2 separate regions of the Sus scrofa genome follow, and region 1 is linked to region 2. Evidence: chromatin contacts called from public Hi-C data. All regions are on one chromosome and are shown on one strand. The core of a region is the stretch at or near the end of the contact, and the rest is flanking DNA. Distances in the headings are between cores, read along the strand shown.

What was found. A called contact is a pair of places that touch in the nucleus more often than the background predicts.
Region 1: a Hi-C map of epiblast stem cells shows a contact between it and region 2, with 1.9 times the contacts expected there. A contact is called at or near these places in 1 of 5 promoter capture datasets (liver) and 1 of 47 Hi-C or Micro-C datasets (epiblast stem cells).

Annotation. Positions count from the first base shown.
Region 1 is chr5:9,797,941-9,803,135 of Sscrofa11.1, reverse strand. SLC16A8 (monocarboxylate transporter 3) reads right to left here and starts at 3,306. Exons shown (of 3, transcript XM_021091500.1): 1 at 1,164-3,306; 2 at 1-240. The coding sequence starts at 1,377. BAIAP2L2 (brain-specific angiogenesis inhibitor 1-associated protein 2-like protein 2) reads right to left here. Exons shown (of 14, transcript XM_003126055.6): 11 at 5,111-5,195; 12 at 4,581-4,788; 13 at 4,115-4,158; 14 at 3,431-3,921. The coding sequence ends at 3,846.
Region 2 is chr5:9,524,246-9,530,267 of Sscrofa11.1, reverse strand. It overlaps KCNJ4 (inward rectifier potassium channel 4), which reads right to left and starts at 3,869. Exons shown (of 3, transcript XM_021091491.1): 1 at 3,001-3,869.

The DNA.
Region 1 (5,195 bases), core at 2,057-4,556, 270 kb before region 2:
AAACTGAGGATGGAGGTCTTGCAACAAGAACTCCGGACCCCCACCTGCACCCCCACCCCCGCCCCCAAAAGGGAGGAGGGCAGTGGGTGCCCTCACCTGTGAGCACCCCAGCCGTGAGATATAGCTCCAGGAGGCGCGTGGCGAAGGATGCTAGGATCATGCCTGCCGAGGCCAACAGCCCACCCACCAGCATCACCGGCCGACACCCAAAGCGGGTCACGAGGATGCTGGACACTGGACCTGTGGGCAGGGCAGGGTCACCACTCAGGCTGGAAACAATCTCCTCTCTGGTGGACATTCCAGGTGTTTTGTACCTCCCAGCCTTGAGACAGCTCAAAGGGATAAAGCCACCCCTGGTTCAGAGAGCGCTTGCTTGTCTGGCCAAGGTCACATAGCGTGACTGGGACCCACTGAAGGACACCCTAGGGGGAATGCAGGGGAGGGACCTGTACTGGTCCCCAGCCCTCCTAAGAATATGGAAACCAAAACAGAAGGGGCGGACCCACTTTTTTTTTTTTTTTTTTTTTTTTTTTTGCTTTTTTTTAGGGCCTCACTCAGGGCATAAGGGTAGGTTCCCAGGCTTGGGGTTGAGTGGGAGCTGCAGCCACTGGCCTACACCACAGCTCACAGCAACGCCGGATCCTTAACCCACTGAGCAAGGCCAGGGTTCAAACCCGCAACCTCATGGTTCCTAGTTGGATTCGTTTCCGCTGTGCCTTGAAGGGAACTCCCAGAGGGAACTTCCCAGAGGGAACCGCAGCCTGAGCTGCCTTCCTCCCCAGGCTTCCCCACCCCTCACCTCCAGCCCTTCCCCCTGCTTGGCCAGGATAACTCCAGCATCTCCCCCACCCCACGATGGTTAGGGCTTCTGGGATGGGAAATCTTAGTTTCTCCACCTGTAACATAGGCAGATGTGGGTCTTTTGACGGAAATGGAGGGCCCCTTCCAGCTGGCTAAGCTTGCCAGGTCAGCCACTTGGCTGCTGTCCCCATGCCCTCTCCTCCATCTCCCGTGCCAAGGTTTACACAGGAAGCAAGGGGTTTCCATGCCCGTCCCGAGGGGCCTGGGGGATGCTCAAAGGGTCAGTGTCTCCTGGTCCCTGATCCTGACCCTCAGTTCTGGGCCTGGGGGGAGCGAGAAGGGACCCGCGAGGGGGCGCTGACCGGTGCCGTAGAGCATGGCCAGCATGATGGAGGACACCCAGGCTGTGTCACTGTAGCCCGCGCCGAAGTCGCGCATAAGCGCCCGGAAGAAAACGCTCACTGCCTTGGGGAAGCCATAGGCGAAACCGGTGATCACGAAGCAGGCGCCCAGCACCGCCCAGCCCCAGCCGCCGTCTGGGGGGCCGGGGCCCCGCCGGGGGACGCTAGCGCCCATCGCCGCCGCCTCTGCTGGGGGAGAGGGGACAAGAGGGAGCAGCGAGGGTCTGTAGCCCAGATGAGAAAGGGGGATGGGGAGCCAGCGTGGGGAAACTGAGGCAGGGAGCTACCCACGAGAGCCCTGCTTGGAAAGGAGCCAGCAGGAGGAACCGAGTATCTCTGAAAATCTCACCCAAAAGCCCCCTCCTCTAACGGGACGTGAAGCTGAGGGGAGGAGAATAGAGCCGTTCCCACCTGATTCGCGACTTTAGGAAGACGCCCTTGGAGGACACGCCTTGCCCCTCAGGATCTAGTAGCGGCAGGAGAGGGGGTCTGGGTGAGGGGGAGAACCCTGCAGCCAGGGTGTCCCTGGAAGTGTGTGTGAGGACCGACAAGTCCCCAGTGCGCACACGTGAGGGTCTCAGGACAAACGACCAGCACGGGTGTGGGGTGGGGGATGGGTGGGAGACAAACAACTGCTGCAACATGGGTGACTGTTCATTTTCCTCCTTGGCCCTGGGCTATGTTCCTAATTTTTCTGTGCTCAGGAATATCTATTGTCGTTTAGAACATTATGGAAGAAGAAAACCAAACACGTGGTAACAGCATTAGCCGTGTCTCAGGCCAAGGGAGCCGAGTTCCGCTTCACCCCAGCTTAGCCACGGATTTACTCTGACTTGGGCAGCTCCCCTCCCCTGACTGAGCCTCAGTTTTCCCACCTGTAAGATGGGTGACTGATCACCCCAGGCCAGCTGGGAATCTTGGGGGTTGGGGTAGTTAGAACCTCGGGTTCCACTGGACAGATGGGGACCTTTGAGGGGGCGCTGAGAGACCCTCTGCCCTTCAGACCCTTAGCAGCCCCCCAACCCCTTCACACTCCCAGAGCTCCACCCAGGGGTTCATGCAGCCACCCCAAGTGTCCCATAACAGACCGAGGTTGGGGGGGCTCCCTCACAGGCAAGATGGACCACGGGCAGGGCAGGAGCCTCCCTCCCTCTCACAAACCCTCTGTGCCAGGGCCTCCCGCCTGGAATTGGGCAATGCCAAGGGCCCCGTGGGTATCTGGGACTCTGCCCTTCTCCCACCAAGACCAAGTTCTGGCTTCTCCTGTGTTGCCCCTCACCACAGCTGCGTCCCTGGGCTTGAGGACCAGGGCAGTGGGTGGTCCCTGGCAGCCCTGGCCCCATGCTTACCTGAGCCGCCCTGTGGGTTGGGTGTCCAGCCTCACATCTCTTGAGGTCTGCAAGGAGAGGCCGCCTCACTGGCTCTCCCTTGAAAGCCTAGCCTGATGGGAGCGCAGCTGAAGACACCCAGGCTTCCTGCAGATCAGCTGCTGGCTCCTGCAAGCCTGGGGCTTAATGTTCCCCCACCCCCACCCCCTCTAAGAGGCTTGCACCTGGGAGGGGAGAAGGGACAGAGCAGCCACCATAGCACTGAGCCAGGTCGGGCCCCCTGGTGGGCTCCCTGTCCCAGGCCTGTCTCAGGAGAGCTGGAGATAAGGGAGGTCCCTTCACCTCCTGGAGCCTCAGGGCAGAGGACACACAAAGTCCTGCCCTGATGGGGGGGGGTGTCCTAGTGGTACAAGGGGCACAGGAGGGACCCCAGGAGCCCTGATCGGTTCAGTTCCCTGCCCGCCCCACACTCCCAGGCCACATTCCAGGAGGGGCCTCTGCAGCTTTCCTCTGGATAAGGCTAATCCAGGCCGGAGAGCCTGGGACTGAGGGGGCAGGGAGGGGACAGAACAAAGGGTGCTGTGTCCCAGGGTGCCAGAGGGTGACTTGCTGGTGGTCCCTGACCTCAGCCACTGCTACCCCTCCCCCTCTGGAGAGGCCCCTGTTTCCCGGGGAACCCAGAGAAGAAATGAGCCTGGGTCAGAGGTGGGGACGTGCGGCTTGTGGGGTTAGGGCAGACCTGAGGACTTAAAATGAGGGGCGTGAGGGGCTGGGAGAGAGTGAGGCCTCCCAGGGGACCGCCACTCTAGTGGGACCTCCTGACTCCCTTCTCCGGGGGAGGTCTCCATCCCCAGCCTGTCCCACCCTGTCCCTCAAATCAGACTCCGCCAGTCCTGCCGCCGCCGTCATATCTCACTTGCTTTATTTCTCACTGTTTACAAAAATTAAACAGGGGGACGTGTGCGGGGCAGGGGAGGGGGCGTGTAAGGGACTCCTCCCCACTGGGACACAGAAGGAGGAAAGAGGGTGGGGGACACGAGGTGGGCCCCCCAGGGAGAGTCTGGGGCTCCTTGGAGTGGGGAGAAATGGCTCTGTCCCCCAATTCCACCTGCTTTATTTGGAAGGCCCCAGACCCCAGGCCAGCGCCCTTGGAACTTCTCAGGCCGGGGCGTGGTTTGTGGAAGGGCAGCCACCTCCCGGATCGGGGCCCTGGCTTCTTGGATCCACTGCTGCTGCTTCTGCTGCCGCCAGCTCTGGGCAGCCCTTGGGCAGGTGTGCAGGAGACGACCTCAGACCCCTGGTGGAGGATGGCGCCTCAGCGGATAAGGGGCGCTGAGCGGTCGTTGGTGACAGTGGGACGCAGCTTTACGGTGGCGAAGGGGTTCGTGCCCCTGTGGGGAGAGAGGTGCGGGTGAGGAGGTCCGGGTTCACAGCTGCCTGTGGACCCAGGGAAGGCAGCTGGGCATCCGGGTCAGGTGTCCAACCCTACCTCCTGCCCCCATCGGGTCATCTCCCCTCACACCTAATTGTCCCCCCCACCCCCAGCCCTCTGTTGCCCCCTCTGACCCTCGCTGGAGGACTCACCGAGGGAAGAGCTCTGGGGGTTGCTGCTCCCAGGACGTAAGTTTCTGCAGTGAGGATGGATGGAGGGCCAGGTTTAGGGGGGAAGAAGCAAGTGAGCCCCCACCCCTCCCACTTCCCATTCCAGCGGGGCAGAGGACTGGACCAGAGGTCCCCGCAGTGGCTTCTGGGAAATGAAGTCCAGTGTTCCGAAACCCAAAATGGGTTTTGGGTTTCAGACTTGAGGAGCCTCTGGGCCAGAGAAGCATCTCCCTGTGCTAACACCGCCCCACCCCCGGGGAGGCCTTTCCCAGTGTTCCCAGCAGGGCTCCCAGGCTCCCCCAGCAGAAGGCTTTCTCTCCATCCTCCACCCCAGACTCGGAAGCCCATCCTGCCCCTCTGTGAACAGGCAGGGAAGGTTACCTGGTCTCCGGTCCCCCTGCCCACTGGACCACCCCAGGGGTGAGGGCGGGCTGGGGGAGGGGCTCACCTTGCCATCACTGGCCGCCCCCATGCTGCCCATGCTACCTCGGCGGCTGCCAGGCAGGGGTGTAGGTACGGGGCTGGGGGTGCGGCTCGGGACCCCGCTGGGGGTTCGGGAGCGGGACTGGCCATCCCAGTACTCGGAGGGTGCTGTGGAGTTACCCGGCCGGTCCAGGAGGTCATCAAGGCTTTGGCTGCCCCGGAGCGGGTAGGACCTGATTCCAGAGAAAGGAGGAAAGCAGGTCAGGGGGCAGGCCCCGCTGCATCCGACCCCATCTGCTGCCCAGAGCATCCTACATCCTTCTCCCCTGCCCCTGGGTGAAAGGAGACTGCTGGCTTGAAGGCAGTCTTGAGACTCAGAGGCAGAGGAATGGACACAGTGACCTTCACATGTAGAGAGGTGGGAGCGCCCTTTTTCCAGGGGCCTAAGGGTGCTGGGCTCACTCAGGACGGCAGCTCACAGATGCCCTCCCTGGTGGGTGGGACCACCCCCCACTGGTGTCCCCACCCCTGCCCCACCTCTGACCGCAGCGGTACCTGGAAGGCAGCGCATTCATAGGGCTCACGGGGTTCGTGGAGGCAACGGGGTTCACAGCGTTCATGGGCTTCATGGAGGTCACGG
Region 2 (6,022 bases), core at 2,620-5,119:
GTTTCTTGCTTTTGAGGGTTCTATCATCCCCATTTTACAGGTGAGGAGATGGAGGTAGAAACAGGGAAAGTCACTTGTTCAAGGCCACAGAGAGCTATTCGCAATTCAGGACTCCTTCTCTGTGCCCAGGAGAGCAGCAGGACTCAAGGGCATCTTTTCTCAGGAGAGTCACCGAGATCTTGAATGGCCAACCGTTCTGGATACAGCTGTAGACTCTGCACAGGGTGGGGGCTGGGGGGGCTGCCCAAGGTCACAGAGCCAAGCCACCGCAGACTGGGGTCCTGAACTCAGGCTCCCCGCCTCCCGGGCCTCACCTCGCCAAGGGGACAGAAACACAGTCTGACCTCCTGCCCTGCCCGGAGATCTCCAAGATTAGAGCTCTCAACGGCCTCTCGGCCCTGCCTGGCTGCTCCCAGGAGCCCCTGATACCCGGGACGGAGGGAGAAGAGTGAGCAGGAAGACAGGAAAGAAAGTTGAGGGTTGGCCGCTTGCCCCCAGCCCTCTGTCCCTCCCTCTCCTTCTCTCCTCGTGCAGGGGGAGCGGCGGTGATGTAATGCGCTCGGCTTTGGTCCCGGTGCCAATCTCAGAAGAGAGACGACAGATTGCGTGAGCCAAATTTGGCATCCTAGGGGGAGAGGCATGAAAAGTGGAGATGTGGAGGAGAGGAGCGAGGAGCCTGGGGAGGTGCAGGAGAAGGCCCCCTGCCCAGCAGACCCCAAGACGCCTCCCCGATTCGACTCCGGGCCCCACCTCCTCCCTGGCCCACCTGGCCTCCGGGCCTCCCCTCCTCACTCTGAGAGGCCAGCCTGGCTGGTCCCCGGACCCTCCAGGCCCAGGGCTGCCAGGGCTGCCCCCCCCCAGCACACCGCTCCAGCTCCATTTCCCACCGCCGCGAGTCTCCTGGTTACCATGTTGCTGGTTGTCATGTCGCTTCCATGTCCTCGTGACTCAGTGGTCCCCGCAGAGGGCCCCCCTCCTCCTCACACCCCCCTCGGCACACGCCCCCGCCTCCCCCAGATCCACATTAAGAACCAGCCCGCCCTGTAAGCCTACACTGTTCCTCCTCCCCTTCCCTCTTCCATCCTAAGCTAAGAAATCCTTTCACCGTATCTCCTAGGGCTCCTTCATTCTCTGCTCTGCAAATGTCAGGTAAGAACCTACTATGCTCCAGACTTGTGTCAGCTGCTTCCAGAGACCTGACCTAGTCTGCGAATCACTCAGCAACCCAAAGAAGTCAGTGCCGTCATCCCCACTTCCCAGGTGAAGAAACCGAGGCCCAGAGAGGTCCGGCCAGCTGCCCAAGGTCACCCAGGAGAAATTCAAGGCCAGCCCTGTCTAGTCCCAGTCACTCCAATACTTGCAGGAGAGAGGAGCTTCCCTTTCCAGGGTACACCCAAAGGTTCCTGAGGAAGAGGTCCCCAGCCCCAGGTCCCCCTCCTCGGATGCCGGACACTGCCCTTCTTGGTCAGTCCTCTAGTTCAGGCCACGTTCCCCCTCCCCGTTAGCTATGCCTCTTCCCAGAGGTAAAATGAGTCTTTACTTCCATTTGCTCTGCACTTTCCCAGCCTGTAGACAGCCCTCGGCTCCCTCGAGCCCAGCCCCCCCTCCCTTGGAGGTCAGTGGGACAGGGGACTGACTGCTGTCCTCATTCCACAGATGTGGAAGTTGAGGGCCAGGGAGGAGAGCGGCTTGCCCGTGGTGCTGGCCCCTCTGCCAGCTGAGCAGACTTCTAGGAGCCCAAATGGGGGCTACCCAAGGCCCACTGCCCAGTGGGGAAAACCCCAGGAAGAGCCCATCCCCCAGGAGAGAACCAAGTAGAATGTTCTAGGTTCAGCCCTCCAGACTCCGATTTGGCTATAGGTCAGCTCAACAGCCAACCGCCTTTGCTCCTGCCACACCGCACGGCAGCCCTGAGCCCAGTGCCCCCTTCCACATGTTGTCCCCTCATCCCAGGCCACGCCAGGACCACAGTTTGGCTCTCAGGCCCCCAAAGTCCTGCCAACAGCTCTCAAAAGTCCCAAAGCCATGGAGGTCACAAGACTGGATGTGGGGGAGAAACAGAATAGACATTCTACACACACACACACACACACACGCACACGCACACGCACACACACACAGGTCTGGCTCCTCTCTGGACCTTGCATGTGTGGCCCTTAGGCCTCCCTCCCTCAGCTCTCTGTTCCCTCAACCTGCTTCTTGGCATCCTCCTGCTCCGGAGGCCCCCGCCTGCTAACTATGCCAGGCAGCCCTCCACCTGTCTCTCGCCCACCCCCACCACCCCCCTGCACCCTCTCCCCATCTTAGAGCCTGGGCTCTGGAAACACAAGTGCCATGTAGATGCTGGTCAGGGGACACTGGGCACGGTTGCAGGGAAGTTTCCCTACTCCATCCAGACCTCTCTTTCCTGGTGCTCTCCGTCTAGGGAGGGAAGGCACTCTGGCCTCCCTCTGTGGCCTGTCGCCACCGCTGGGAAGCCTGAACTGCTTCATCCATCCCTGTCCACCCTCTCTAGGGTCTCAGGGCCCAAAGCAGGTGCTCAAAACGAGAGAAGAGGGATTTTGTTCTGTCAGGGCCATTTTGCAAACAGGCTGCAGTTGGGGAGGTGGATAGGAGACCCCCCCCCCCCTTTGCCACAAGTCATCTGCTTTGAAACTCCTCCAACCCAGTGTGACAACTGGGGGTGGGTGGAGGCAGGGAAAGGTCACGGCCGGGGCAAGAGGTCCAGGCCCTTTGCACTCACCTCTACCCCCCCTCCTGGCAGAAACCCAGACCTTGACGCTCCTGAGACGACGACGGACAGAGGACAGAGCTCCTCGGCTCCGGGGAAGTCGCCTGATCGCGCTGAACGCGCGCCCGGCGGCCGAAGCCCGGGTCAGGGGATAAGGTGCCGAGCGGGCGGGGCCCGAGCCGCCAGGCCCCGGGACACACACACATACACACGCACGCGGCGGGACAGACGGACGGACAGCGCCAGCGGCGAGCGCCGGCCGGGCTTACCGCGGGGCGCAGGGTCCGACGAGTCTCCGGGAGGCGGCGAGAGGCCGCTACATCCCACGGCGCAGTCGGGCGGGCAGCGTCCCGGGCCGGGAGCGGGGAGTCCCGGCGCCCCTTCCCCGCGAACTCGGCGGCCGGCCCCGCCCCCCTCCCCCGCTGCCTGTGGGTCTGTCCGTCGGTCCCCCGGTGTCCCGGCCTCCGGGCCGTCCCGCGCCGCTCCCCGCCGGCCGCCCAACTTTCAGCGCTGCCCCGCGCCGCGCCCTCGGCGCCGCCTCAGCTTCAGCATCGTCGGGCCCCGGGCCGGGGCTCAGAGCGCGGGGGTCCGGGGACCCATGGCGCTGGAGCCCCCCGCCCCCGCCGCCTTCTCTCCGCCGCCCCCACGGTTCTCTCGCTGTCCCTCGGCGCTGTCCCCCGCCCTGCGCTCCGCTCCCTGGCCCGCTGCGCTCGCCTCCGGCCCCGAGACCCCCGAAGCCGGCCGGCCCGGGCTCTGCCGCCCCCGCCCCCGCCGGCCCCCTCGGCTCTCGGTCTCTCGCAGTCTCTCCTGCCCGCCTGGGTCTCTCCGACTCTCCCCGCGGGCCCCTGTCTTCGTCTCCGTCGCCCTCCCGGTCTGTCCGCTGCCTTCCTCTGCCTCTGCCCTCTCTCCCCTGAGCGTCTCTGTCTCGCTCCGGGTCCCTGCCTCTGCCTCTCTCTCTCTCTGCCTCCCACTCTCGGTGCGGCCCCCGCGGTCTCGGACCCAGGCCCCCGCCTCTGCCGCGTCCCCGGCTCGCCCGGGAGCCCGAGCTCCCGCCGCCCGCGGCGCGCCGAGAACTCCCAACTCGCGGCACGCCGCCCCGCTTTGCGAGACTTTCGCCCCTCCTCACACGTGACCCGCGCCCCGCTGCGGAGGCCGCGCCCCCCCACCCCAGCCCCGGAGCCCCGGGCGGCCCGGGGGACCCGGCCCCGGCCCGTCCCCTCAGCCTAGCCCGGCATCACACCCCCTCCCACCCGCGGGCAGCGCCGGGCCGGGCAGGGGCTGGGGGCCGCGGGGGCCGCTCCTGTCCCAGATCCTGCCCGGGTTTTCCTCCTCCCTCCAGGAGCACTCCGCCCAGAACCCGCTCCGAGAATCCGCTCCCAGGTTTTCTCGCCCCCCAGGGGCAGGTGGAGAGGGTTCCTCCGCGCCGGGAAGGGAGTGGGTGGGATAGGGTCGGTACCCGGTTCCTCGGCTGCGGGCCACTCCCCTCGGCGGTTCCCTTCCCCTCCTGCAGGACTGGCCATTAAGGACCCTACGCACCCCGCCCCCGGGAGCCGGAGGTGTAACCCTCCTGGAGGGACCCTCACCATCCGCTGGGCAGCACCGCCCCGTTTGACAGACTGGGAAACTGGGTATCAGAAAGGGTCATAAGTTTGCCCAAGGTCACCCAGAGGTGGCAGAGCCGGGCCAAACCACAGTTTTTCCTTCTCTGCGTCCCCATCACCCCAAAATGTCTTTATAGGGAGGATCTCGCCCGTTTCCTTCTCATCTTGGGGGCGCACCGGTCTGGACCCCACACCAGTCTGGACTGTGGGGAGAAAGCCCCAGCTCCTCACAGCCCCTGGCGAGCCAGCCACTCCCGTGGCCATTCCTGCCACCTCACTCTGAGGATGCAGGAGGTTAGAGGATGTAGGGTGCGAGGATGAACGAATACCTGCAGTTAGATAGCCAGAAGGACTTCCCTGGGAGCCTGGCCATCTCTGACTGGCCCCAGTTAAGTGAGGGAGATTGGGGCACTCCAAGCCGGACCGAGAATTTACTGAACATAAAATCTCCAGCTCATCCTTCAAGCTGACCCTCTGAAGTTGCCGCAGGCACAGGAACCACCACACTTGAACCATCATGACTGTTCCCAATCCCCACAGTCCCTCCCCTCCTAAAAGGATTGCGTCCCAACTCCTCAGTGTGATGTACAGTCAGGTCCCACCTTATCTCACACCCCATATACCCACACATACACCACGATGCCTACAGATTCCCGAACACACCAGATGCTTCCACACCTCTCTGCCTTTGCACATGCTATTCTTCCTGCCTTAAATGCCCTTCCTGCTTCTCTGCTCTAAGAATTCCTGCTGTTTCCCAAGTCCAGCCTCCACGCCACCTCCCCTAGGAAGGCCTCCTGCTGCCCTTAGCAGAAGTCATCCATCACCTCCTCATTCATTCATCCAGCACCGGCCACAAGTTTAGTTCTTTTTTTTTTTTTTTTTTTTTTTTTTTGTCTTTTTGCTATTTCTTTGGGCCGCTCCCACGGCATATGGGGGTTCCCAGGCTAGGGGTCTAATCGGAGCTGTAGCCACAGCAACAGCCAGAGCCACAGCAACGCAGGATCCGAGCTGCATCTGCAACCTACACCACAGCTCACGGCAACGCCGGATCAATAACCCACTGAGCAAGGGCAGGGACCGAACCCGCAACCTCATGGTTCCTAGTCGGATTCGTTAACCACTGCGCCACGACGGGAACTCCACAAGTTTAGTTCTTGTTAGGTGGGCTTGGGAGTCAGGCCAACCTCAGCTACAGCACTTAGGAGCTGCATGACCTTGAGCAGATATTTTATTGAACCTGTTTATAATATTAAGACCCTGGAGTTCCCTTGTGGTGCAACGCGTTAAAGATCCAGCGTTGTCGCTGCAGCAGCTCAGGTCACTACTGTGGCATGGGTTCAGTCCCTGGCCTGGCAACTTCCACATGCCACAGGCATGGTAAAATAAATAAAATAAAATAAAACCAGGACCCTCACAGTCCCTCCCCTCACAGGAGGTCGATGCACAAGAAATGCACAGTTCATAGCAGGTGCTCAGTAAACGTGACTATCCCTTCTCAGTCCTCCCCTCGACACTGCAGAGCTTCAAGGCGCATGCCCCATTCCCTGCCCAGCTTCCTCATTACCCTGCTGTGCCCTCGTGGGCGGGCAACCAGGACTGATGTTCCCTGGGAGGAGTCTTTGGTGTGTGAATGGCCGGGAGAACTTAACAGTCTGAAGGCGGGGTCAGCTGTGGTGTATGCCTCTTG